2 separate regions of the Zea mays genome follow, and region 2 is linked to region 1. The links are chromatin contacts, called in public Hi-C maps. All regions are on one chromosome and are shown on one strand. The core of a region is the stretch at or near the end of the contact, and the rest is flanking DNA. Distances in the headings are between cores, read along the strand shown. Region 1 holds the start of LOC100193815. Region 2 holds the start of LOC103639369.

Region 1 (6,220 bases), core at 2,207-4,706:
GCACATGTATTTCGATAGAGGAGGAGCATGAATTATGAAAACTGAAATGACCCCGGCCCTCGAAGTCACTGCTCAGTCACCAGTAGTACATGTTAGAACTTCATTGACTTGACTTGCCCATTATGGACATGGTCATCCCTAGGTGTCTAGCTAGCTAGCTAGGTACCTCTCCTCGTCACGCAATCAAGTGGACGTGTCAGCTCTCTGCGTACCCCGCGTGGTGGCCTATACCTCAATGGAAGCAAATGGAAGCGAGCGATACTTATGAGTGAAAGGACAGGGTAACAAACGCGGGTCTGCAAAAAAAAAAAAAAAAAGAGATTGTCGTAATTACTTACTGTAGGTGAGATTTCGTAGTAGTAGTAATTAATTGAGTACTTTGGATATTGTATAAAGGGAAATTTGGATCCATACCATTAAAAGATCACCACTTTGGATCCATACCATTACTATCTCACTTACATGTGGGTCCACATGAGTCAATGACATGTGGGGTTCATGGTATATATCTAAAGTTTGGATCTTTTAATGGTATAGATCCAATTGTTCCTTGTATAAATGGCAGGTCGATCGATCGATCTTCATTATATTTGCTGGTGACAATTTACTCCGGCCGGCCGCCACTACATCTACACATACACACATAAACGACATTTTGGCCGCGAGTACCCCCCCTGTTCTAAGGTAGCACCTGACATCACATGGATTGTCGAGGCCGGCCTGCAGACGAACGAACGAGAGAGAGCAAACGTTACAAGCTGGCAGCAGCCTTTACGAGCATCTATCATCGCTCCCTGTTTTCGTGGAGGCTGCTAGCTAGCCGTGTCGTTCCGTCGTTTCCTGCAGTTTCTTTCTCCATGCATGGTCTAGGACGACCGGAACCGGAAGCAGGATCAGCACAGGCAGCAGTGTCGTACGTCCGATCCGCCGCGCGCGAGCGCAGCATTTTTTTTCTCTCGTCCCGCGTAAATAAAAATAGTGCAAATAATAGGCAGACGACGCGACATATATACACTGTTTTTTGTACATGTATGTATATATACAAAGAGAGCAACGTCGTGCAGTGGCTATAGACCGACCGAATGCTTGAGTCGTCGTTAATTATATTAGCTACTAGTAGCTTTATTTATTACTTGCGTGATTCGTCAGCAGCTGTTTTAATTTGAGTGTGCCATGAGCTAGCTCATGCATGCATCGACCACGCGATCTAGCTCGCGTGACCACGCGTCTCTGCAGGTCTTGCTTGATGACGAGCCCACGCCATATAGTAGGCGGCGAGTAGCAGCGAGCGAGAGATTACCGTTGACGCGCGCGGTTGCTTGTCGACACAGTGCTCACGAAACGTTTTCCGTTTCGGCCGGCGCATCCACACAGTTTTGTTCTTCCTAAGGCCTTGTTCGTTTACGTCGGATTACACCCGGAATCGTTCCAGCTCATCAAAGTTTATATAAATTAGAGAAGTGATCCGGCTAGGAATCGTTCCGATCCACCAATCCGACGGAAACGAACAGAGCCTAAGTCTTTGGGTGTAAAGCTGCTGAGCTCTTCCGTGCTTTTAATTTGTCCGTCCAAGAGAAGATGCGGAAGATGCATGCATGCCAGGTAGTAGACTGTAGACCGACCTGGCTCGCTCTGAGATCCGTGTCTCGCAGGGTTTGTACGTAGGAAAACCGCCCGAAGTGCCGACGTACGACGCGCTTAAACTTCCTGGCTGCCTGCGTCTGCGTGATGCAGCACGCATCGATCGACGGCGGTCGTTTTGGGCGCTATAGCGTCCTCGGAATCTACGGCTTTGTGGAACGAGAAAGGGTGAAACGGCCAACGGGGGTGTGTGAGATCGTCGGAGCGCGTGGTCACCACGTTCTTTTCATTGCGTTGGTATGTACTATATGGATATGCATCAGAGGGGAAAAGGGCCGGGGACCGGAAAAGCTTGTCTGCGTACATATATATGTATACGCGAAGACACCTGCCGAAAGACAACGATATGCGCGTATATATATGCGTATACACATCTCTTAAGTATATTTGCATCAGATATACGACGACACGTTCGGACCATCAGTAATATATATGACCATTTAATTTTCCGTGTTCATCACCAGCCTGCAACGTCGTCGTAGATACAAAGATAAACAAAGAAAGGGAAATGAAAAAAAAAAACAGATCTTGTGACACAGGCGACGGCTGACATTACAGTCGGACGTGGCGGACGTACGTACGTACTTTCGTTGCTAGCCTCCGTGTGGTGCAGTGCAGGTCGATGCAGCTAGCCTAGCACTAGCAGCAGGTCGTCCGGCATGCAGCAGCATCGAGCGATCAGATCAGTCCTATACTCTCCTACGTGCGTGGCGGGGCGGAACGAGCGAACAGTGCCCGACCGACTGCGTGCGTGCCGGGCGGCGGCCAAGTCTTTGACCGAAACGTCAAGCGCGCCCGCCCGGGCTGCCGGCTGCCACTGCCACTGCCATGCTAGCTAGTAGCTACCAGGCCGCATCGCAATCTCATGGCCCAGCGGCGGACGGGGAGCAGCAGGAGCGCGCGCGGCCAGCGAGAGCTCGATCCGTCCGTCGATCGGTGGCCGGTGGGCGCGCGCGCAATAAAAGCGCACACATATGGCGTGCGTGGAGTGTGGGAAAGGGATGTCATGTAAGGATCACGTGGGAGGACTAGACACTGTTAGTTGCATTGCATGCAGCGGAATGTGTGTGAGAGAGACCCCTCGGGCCTCGGCTCGGCAGCAGCAGGAGGAGGCGCGGTCGCTCGTGGTTAGCGACCGCGAGCAGGAGCCGGCCCGGCCCATCGCATGCACACCGAGTCAGTATAGTCATCCAGAATGAATGTTTTTTCTTTCTTCTAGCTAGACAGTGAGGTTAATAAAATAATTGCTGCCGGCTCTAGTAGTACGTAGCAGTAGCTTCTCTTCGTGCGCGTTGGACGATCGATCGATAGAGAGGTGCTCGCTAGCTCTCGCGAGCATACGTGTTTGCTTCACGCAATCCTCTAGCTAGCTAGCCCTGTTGAGAGAGCGAAAGATGCAGAAAGGGAAAGAGAGATCGAGGGTGGTGGTGGTACCAGAAGCGGCTGCAGCAGCTAGCTAGCTGCGCGCTTCTTCCTCCATGCCGTGCCTTTAAAGTCTTATCATATATCAATATACCACGAAAACAAGGCGCGCGGCTACATATATGTAAATTAAGCCTGGCTTGTTGTAGAGCCACTTCGAGGAGAATATATGCTTATATGGAAGAAGCAACTGATAAAAAGAGAAACGGGGAGAAAATTAAACGGAAATGTAGCTGTGACAAACACCAGATAGAGAGAGAGAGAGAGAGTCTTTTTCCATGTTTACAGATATGCCCTCGCTCCGCTTCTATCTATATTATCAGGGCTCGTTGCCCTTCCCCATTCTTCCTCCTCCTCCTCCCCTCCCCTCTCTCGCTCCCTCTCTCTCTGCCTTGCCTTCCCTTCCCCAGTTGCCCTCGCCATTGTTTATCCCGGCCTATAACTAGTATAAGCCCAACCCCCGGCCACTGGACCACAGCAGGGTCGCAGTGCCACGGAGGGAAAAGGATCGAGATAGATAAAAAAGGTAGTCGTCCGTCCTCCAGGGCAGCTAGCGCCGGCGCACCTGAGGGGCAATGAGCGCTGGAGGCGGCGCCGGCGCCAGCACGCTCGGCGGTGGGGGCCCGAGCGGCAGCGGCAGCGGCAGCGGAGGCTCTGGAGCTGGAGTAATCGGCGGCGGCGGCGGCGGCGGCGCCGGCGGGCCCTGCGGCGCGTGCAAGTTCCTCCGGCGCAAGTGCGTCAGCGGCTGCATCTTCGCGCCCTACTTCGACTCGGAGCAGGGCGCGGCGCACTTCGCGGCCGTGCACAAGGTGTTCGGCGCCAGCAACGTGTCCAAGCTGCTGCTCCAGATCCCGCCGCACAAGCGCCTCGACGCCGTCGTCACCATCTGCTACGAGGCCCAGGCGCGGCTCCGTGACCCCGTCTACGGCTGCGTCGCACACATCTTCGCGCTCCAGCAGCAGGTACGTATGAACGTAGTAATACTATTACTATACTAGCTAGCTAGCAGCTGCTAGGTTCGTTCTAGTAGTATTGGATTCGATCCATCCATCCATCCATCCACGGATGCCTTATACTACCAGCTCGCAAAACTAGCTTGGCATGCATGCATGGATCGATCGGCCATGGATGCCTACTTAGCTATGCCAGGCCTGCATGATCTCGCCTTCGTATTCGCGTGTGGATCTGGGTCTTTTCTGAATCCGCCGCCGTCTCTCTGAGATAAGATTCCGGAGCGGCGCGTTTCTTTCTCGAGGAAGGCAAGTCTCAAGTCCCCTCACCCCACCCCCTTTCATGAGGAAATCAACACTGCCAAGCCAAGCAACGGCAGCGCAAAAAGAAGCACGCCAAGCGCTAATCCGGGAGGCCAGCTGCCTGCGCCCGCCGGCCCCGCGGTGATTGATATGCACCTCCCATCCGTCGCATCTATATATCCGGGCCGTCGATCTCGGATCCCTTCCTCCGTGGTCTCTGCACAACAAAAACCTTCCAAGAAGTGGAAAAGAATAGCACCTGCACCAATCTGATCCAAGCTTGCATTCTTTCATTCTTTCTTTTTTGCCAATCGTGGACGCCTGGGATCGACCTTTGACACACCTTTCATTTCGATCGCATATTTGCATCCGTCTGATGTGTCTTTTTTTTCCATATTAAATTACATGCTTCGGTGGTTGCAAGTTTGCACGTAACAATTTACTGTTGGTGCATGAATAATGTCACGTACGTCCGGCCTTTGGATCCCCAGGTGGTGAATCTCCAGGCCGAGCTGACCTACCTGCAAGCGCACCTCGCGACGCTGGAGCTGCCGTCCCCGCCTCCGCTGCCGGCCCCGCCGCAGATGCCGATGCCAGGCCCGTTCTCCATCGCCGACCTTCCGTCGTCGACCAGCGTCCCCACCACCGTCGACCTGTCCACGCTCTTCGACCCGCCGCCGCAGTGGGCGGTCCACCAGCCGCACCACCACCACCAACAGCTGCAGCAGCACCAGCTCCGGCAACCGGCGCCGTATGGCGCGCCCGTCAGGCCGGGCGGCGGCATGGCCGCAGAGAGCTCAGGCGGCGGCAGCGGGGACCTGCAGTCGCTGGCGAGGGAGCTCCTGGACCGCCACCGCTCAGGCGGCGTCAAGCTCGAGCCGCCGCCGCCGCACTCGAGATGAGCTGGATGAAGGGTGGTAGAACGATCAAACACCGTGGATCGGAGAACGAGGTGAGGGAGTTTGGCGCGCGCGCGGCAGTGGCGAGGGAGATAGGGGTCGGTGACGGGCGATGGCCAGCAGGAGTAGCCGAGTAGGTAAGCAGCATTGGCCGGGTTTTCGCGTATCCATCTTGTTGTTAACCAGCTGGGGTGCAATGGCGCCCCACCACTTTCATATATGCTCCAGTTTGATTATATTTTCTCCATGACAAAACAAGAGTGCTAGCTGGGGCATCGAGAGTAGTACTAGAATTGACATGTATTAGTAACATTATTACCTTTGTCACCGTTCCATTAATTGCAAGATTTTTATTAAGAGAACTGATCTGCTTGTTGGTATGGTTTCTATACACTGAGAATCTATCACTAATATCGTTTCCTGTTTTCATAGTCAGAATGCATCCACACTGATTCACATCATGTTTTTTTTTTTTTGCAACTAGTAGAGTTTAATTAACGATCAGTGAGTTGTGTGCACTGCGGATGAAACTATTATAAACTATCAGTTTTTTTAATTTAAAATGTGTCAAGAAAGTATTCACTACGAGTAGGGGTCAAATTTCGGAACCTCAGCGTCTCAAATAAACAGACATAAACACACATTCTCAAGGTTAATCGAATAGCTAGAGAATTGTTCACTGTACTCAACAAGTACTAACTTAGTATACAGAAAACAGTAAAATTACAAATTCAAATAACGGGACTATATTAAATTAAACTTGGCAAATGATCGAGGGTCCTGTTTGGAGTCATCAGTCATGGGACTCCGTCACTCTAGAAGCTCTACATATGCATGTATGCAGATGACTGTGTCTCCTTGGTTTGACCATTTGAACTGATGAGATGGAACATGGAAGGCATGGCATGCGGTTTTGGTCAGTCGGTCAAGCATTACTTTGACTCGACCACGGTTTGCATGTTACTATCCTGTGCAGTTAATTGTTGCTTGCAGTCGTAGACCTAC
Region 2 (6,220 bases), core at 1,494-3,993, 190 kb after region 1:
GTGATCCATGACCCACACGACTACCCCTTAGAGCCTGTTCGATTTATCTGGGCTAAAATAAAAGGCTAAAGTTTAGTCAGTTTAAGGGCTAAAATACCAAACACAAATTCTAAAAAAGGAGCTAAAACAGTTTAACCCCATTAGGCTATCTCCAGCAACATTCTCTAAATTTCATCCTCTAAAGGAATATTCTATGTCCTTTACATTTCTCTCTAAAATATTCCGTCCTCTATATCTTCACCATCTCCAACAGCGTACTCTAAAGTTCATCCTCTATAACATACCAACTATATAAAAAGAATATTTTTGTAGCAAACAGTACTGCTTTTACCCCTGCCGATGTACGGATCGTACTGCTGGCAACTGCTTTTGGACGGTAAAGCTACTGCTAGCACCTGATAGCGGACTAGCAGAAGAACTCCAGAGATAGCGGATGCTCCAGTGCTCCTCTATTTTAGAGTACGCTTTACAGGCTGCTGCTGGACACAAAAAGGATCCTCTAAATCTCTATATTTAGAGTTCAGAACCGTATACAGGCCCTTGCTGGAGGCAGCCTTAGCCCACCTCGACCGGGCATACATGCAGCCATGCATGGGATGGGGCCGAGCATGCAACTTTAATTATATGAGGATATTTTTTTGTCTTGGTGTCAGCATAAATTACTATCAGCATGATTGGTTGTCTGTGCCTGCCCATCCAGACTCTTCGCGTGCGTTGACTATGCCACAGCTCTTGTTTGGTTGCCTGTGTAAGCTCAGCCAAAGCTGCACCCGCAGCTGCAAGTGCAGTTCAAAAACATCTCTCTTGTTGTATGCGTAGATACGCAGAGCACGTTCCGTTCCCAGCGGGCCAAGTTAGCACCAGCCAGGCCAAATTCACTCACCTAACTAATCAGATGGTATAATACTCTGTAACTGTTTTAGTCCGTTGATCCAAACAGAGGTAACTAAAATTTAGCCTTTTAGTAACTATTGGAGATACTCTAATCTTGGTAGTTAATGAGTTTTTCAAGTCGCTAAAAACTATATTTGTTAAACTAATTTCCATATCTCACTTCTAATAGAATTTTGGACTGTTTTCACATCATCTTAGGTTTTTTATACTTTATCTATCTATTGTGTATTTGTATTAGCATGCGTATATTTATGTGCAGTTGGACCAATTTTCCTAATTGCTGAAAAACTGAGAGTTGCACAGAGGTTTTATTCCATGTTACCAAAAAATCAAGATTGGAGTTGGTTTTTAGAATTCTTTGAGATGCTCTTAGTCTTAGGTCATCTTAGGAAGTGTTTGGGATGGCCCTAGGTTCCAGCTCAAGTAGAGCTATAGTTTATTATATCAATTTAAATAAATTTAAAAATATTTTTAATTTAAGTAATAAGTAAAATAAGTTATCTAAATTTCTTCTAAAGGCTTACATCTTTAGCTCCACGATTTTCTGGAGCATCTAATGATTTGTTTCACCAACTTCACCAATTTTTCTGGAGCAAGAGTTGTCCCAAACAGGGCATTAGTGGCGGTATATCTATATCATACCTCACTTGCTCCACATGCTTGGCATGGCGCACCATGTAAACATCGTTTTTTTGAGAGTTATTAGAGCATCTCCAATAGCGTGGCCTAAAAAACGCTCTATAATTTAAAAATGAGTAAATTTTATTGAATTTAGGATAACAACAAAATATTCTACTCCAATGATAAAGCCCTAAATTTAGATTATATTTGAGACACTTGAGTGTGTCCTATAATTTTTGGACCAAAATTTATAAAATAACGTACCGTTGGAGTAGTTTTTTCTATATAGAACCCTATATTTCAATTTGAGGCACGAGTTTGAGGCATTGTTGGAGATGCTCTTGCTATATTTTAGTTGCCTTAATTTTTATGTTATTTTAACAAGAATATTGTATAACTAACTAGTAAATTAAAAAAAACATAAGAGATAATTTATATTTCTGTAGTCAAACAATGGTAAAATTACTTATTGCCTAAACAACAATAACAAACTCATGTATGTGAAATATACAGGAAGTGCGCTTTTATTTCTATATTGGTGTAGTAAAAAAATTCTTCTGCTTATTTTGTACAGGAAAGAAATGATTTTATTCCTGTCTAGGCCGGGCCCTGGGCTCATCGCTGGGACGCAAACATTTAAAGTGGCCGAAACTGCTATCGCAAAGAACCGGAAGGGTTTCAATATTCCTCCAGCCCAAGACCACTAAAACTACCAATGTTACATGGGCCTTGGAGAATCAAAGTTGCTCGATGGTTCTTATTTTGTTGCCTCGAACAGAAATAAAAAAAAATGAGCAGGCTGTTCAGACTTTAACGTGCGCTTTTCGACATGATAAATCGAATTTGAACTATCGGTGGATTAGCTAAGTTGAAGGATAAACAACTTCAAGTGAAGTTGACCAGCACGACATACTCTGCGTTGCATCAAGAGCAAACACTGAAATGCTCAGCCTGATCCTGTGTTCAATCGATTCAAATCAATGTGTATGGCTCATAATCCTCATCGACCAGCTGATGCACGTCGCACGCCGGTCAACCCCAATAGCATAACAAATCCCCTAGCAAAGTCCTGTGCTCGCTTTCTTTCCTAATCTCCTAATGGAACATTGGAGCCGGTATCGTCAACCACTCAACGTTGCCTTTACACCATCATCACGCTCTACCACTCCATCGGTATCTCTAACTATATGTCTATATAAATGACACGCCAGGTCGCCAGTCCATGCACAAGCACAAAACACACAGAGCCCTTCCAGCTCCACCTGCAGAGAGCAGCGCACAGGCACACGCCGCGAGTGGCGAGACCCAAACCAGCAGCCATGCAGATGCAGCTCAGCGTTCCGCCGCAGGTTGTCGTGTGTCTCGCGTTAGCCTTTCTGCTCCCGTGCCACGCCACGGCGACGGCCCCGGCCGGCACGATACGGCGCGTGACCAAGCAGCAGATCCTGGCGAGCATCCCGCCGCACTGGGACGAGAACCCCGTGCTGTTCCTGACGTCGCCGTCGGGGAAGTACGCGGCGTACTTCATGCGCAGCCAGACCGAGCCGGGCGCCGGAGGCCTGGGCGCCGACTTCTGCTACGTCGAGGTGCTCGACACGACGGCGCCGGGCGCCGAGGGCCGGAGCGTGTGGGAGTCGGAGTGCATGGCCGTGAGCACCGTGAACACGTGCGCGCTCGTGTTCTCGTGGAACGGCCTGGAGGTGTTCGACGGGAGCACCTCGGTGTGGCACACCCACGACGCGCAGTCCGACGACCAGAACTTCCTGCAGACGCTGCAGCTGGTGGACCAGGGCGACATGCGCATCCTCGACAAGGGCGGCGAGCTGGCGTGGAAGGCCAGCGACGAGCCGCGCGCCGCGCAGCGCTGCGGGATGCCCGGCTCGCCCGGCCTCGCCTCCGCTCTGCCCCCGTTCGCCGAACCGATAGGCCACGGGAGCAGCGACCTGCCGTTTGGACAGGGAGACGCTTACGGCAACGGCGTCGGAGTCGGAGTCGGTGTTGGTGCTGGCGGCGCGGCGCAACCCGAGGCACCGCTTGCGGCGCCTTTGCCGCAGCCCGAGTCGTTGCCACTGGCGCCGCTACCTCAGGAAGCCGATCAGTTCGGTGGCGCCGCCGCCGCCGCCGCGGGGCAGGGACAGACCGTGCAGGATGTGGGGCAGACGTTCGGATTCGGCAACCAGCCGCTGGTGGACAACAGCCCGTACGACAGTGGGGCGCTCAAGCATGGATGCAGCCTGGTGGGGAACTCGGTTGCTTTGGGTCTCAGCGTTGCCGTCGCCATGGGTCTGGGCCTCTGAGTTCGAGACATGCCAGCGTGCAAACGGTTGTGGTGTGCTAAACTCTTGTTATTATCTCCGGCACAAGAAGCCGGTAGATGTATTGTGTTTGGGGGTGGTTCTTGTTTGGTGATGTCAGTGGGGTATTGTCGTTGTAGTCTAATCTTGAGACTGCAAATTGTTTGTTAGAAAGCTCAGCTAAAAAAACAAAGTCATCTATGTTACACTAGTGTTTCAGTTGAGCACCAAACTGAGCGCCGGACCGTCCGGCCCGATCCGCGCGCTCTAGGCATCTTATAGGATCTCTCCTTTCCGACGGGGTCCCTCTCGGAGCAAGATTCAAGCACCGCCGGCAACTTCCGCCGCCCCTGCGCATGCACGGACAGTCCGGCCTGCAGGCACGGACCGTCCGGTCGTCAGTCAAGGAACTCTAGCTTTACGCCAGGTCACGGACCGTCCGGCCCCTGGCTTCGTACCGTCCACGCCTAAACAAAGAGCACTGCCGCCGGTTCTTAGTGTTTGACGCCCGAAAAATGTGCCAACAGTTTTATTATCTAAAAAGTGTTTGGAGGAATGAAAACATTGGATTTTTGAACCACATATTTTGATCCTGGTGGTCTTCGTGTGGCTTCTTCTCCTGTTCTCCCTGGTGATGAGCTTTTCCCTTCCACCCCTTACACCTAAAAGCCGGAACCTTTTTATCGAAAAGGCAAAAAAAATTACCACAAAATTATTACTCATTCCATTTCATATTGTAAATAGTTTTTGTCTTGTCCTAACTCAAATCTATTTATAGGAAAATATATTAATATCTATAATCTAAGATAAATATACTATCAGAATAAATACGCTCAAAACTTATCTAATTTTATCGGATTGAGAGGGAGAAAAATAGGGCAGGCTGCAGACTACAGTAAAAGGGAAAGGGAAGGAGGCACTGGGCCATCATCGGCTGAGGTGGAGAAAGCAAAGAGGTCTAGAAGCGAAGCTTGCCTTTAAAGAAAAAAAAATCAAAATAGGCCTAGTAAGTTTCAGCCCATTGTGATGATAGATGATAAATTTGTTTTTCTATATGATTTTGTTTAAAAATAACTTACTTGAATTTCATTTGAACTTGCTCTAAAATTTCACGGTTAATTCACCTTAGTTGTATTGGTTCCCATGGAATATGGAAGACTGAAGGGTTTATTTTGAATTCTAGAAATTAATATTTGAATGGGGTTTTATTGGGGACTTGGTCCAAGAACCCTAGAAAATTCACCACAAATATATTGACACCGAAGAATAATCTTGTACAGAAGGATCTAAAGGTTATGTTTAACACCTTTTTTACTCGAAAAATGTCACAACAAAAAAAATTATTTTTTATTAACAAATTTTTCACTAACAATGTAACTGATTTAACATTTTTGTAAACCTTTAAGTTTTAGTTAAATTGTTGTCAATTTAGACAACAAAAAATGATTTTATGACATTTTTATAACCTTATATAGTTTTTTATTGTGTTCATGCCTTTGCATTGATATTTATTAAATAAAATCAATTTATAAAATTTGATGAAGACCAAATATTTTTTGTTCTGGTTAAAAAACAATATCAAATTATGGATTATGAAGGTATAGTAAATAAATAAATTATTGTTGATTGATATGAAGTATTAGGTCTCCTTAGCATTTTAAGAGGCGTAACTAATATATATTATTTATCTTCACTACCGAACATGTTTGTAGATAGCAATTAGACCCAATACATCTTAGAATTGGATCTTGTCTCATCACTAGACACGAGTTATTCTAACTTAAGCATGAAACCCGAATCACATGCAGGACATAAAGGACATAGGAGTATGCCTTCGGTATATGACACCACTATACTAGAGAAAATCAGTGAAAGAGAGGGATATATGCCTAAGACCACTAGATCAGGTGTCAACATGGTTGTAAACACACACACAATATAGAGAGAGGTTTGAACTTGTCACACCCGGGTTTTGGGGCACCAAGACCCGGGCGCGAACATAATCACCAGGTGTGCTGGGACCAAGTCTCACACATATGATGAATCATGGCACATGATCGAATGTCACATCTTTACTATATAACATGAGTTCTATACAAAATAAATAATTACATTATAAGGAGACAACGGTCCAGCAACCCAAAGTTGACTGGGAGACGACGGCCTAGACCACTCACGAACACATCGCAGCATCCTCCATGTGCATCATCCTGCGGTACTTGTTCTTAACCTGTGGGGGGGGGTGTGAGACAGCAAGAGTGAGCTCACATACGTTCATAGCTCAACAAGTTGTGGGGAATAATGTGCATGAACTCGCCAAAGGTGGAAGCTCATGTGAAGTGTAAGGCTTACCAAAGGGGATGGTTGAAGCTGAGCATTGCTTTTAAAGTTGGTCAAAATTTTATTAGCAA

Evidence for each region. Hi-C and Micro-C count contacts between places; a contact is called where the count stands out from the background.
Region 2: a contact with region 1 is called in a Hi-C map of tassel, with 2.2 times the contacts expected there. The contact joins the promoter of LOC103639369 here to the promoter of LOC100193815 in region 1. A contact is called at or near these places in 3 of 25 Hi-C or Micro-C datasets (ear, tassel and an unstated tissue).

Annotation. Positions count from the first base shown.
Region 1 is chr9:148,883,337-148,889,556 of Zm-B73-REFERENCE-NAM-5.0, forward strand. It overlaps LOC100193815, which reads left to right and starts at 3,457. Exons shown (of 2, transcript NM_001138898.1): 1 at 3,457-4,025; 2 at 4,808-5,575. The coding sequence starts at 3,639. The coding sequence ends at 5,218.
Region 2 is chr9:149,078,287-149,084,506 of Zm-B73-REFERENCE-NAM-5.0, forward strand. LOC103639369 reads left to right here and starts at 2,744. Exons shown (of 1, transcript XM_008662124.3): 1 at 2,744-4,020. The coding sequence starts at 2,835. The coding sequence ends at 3,812.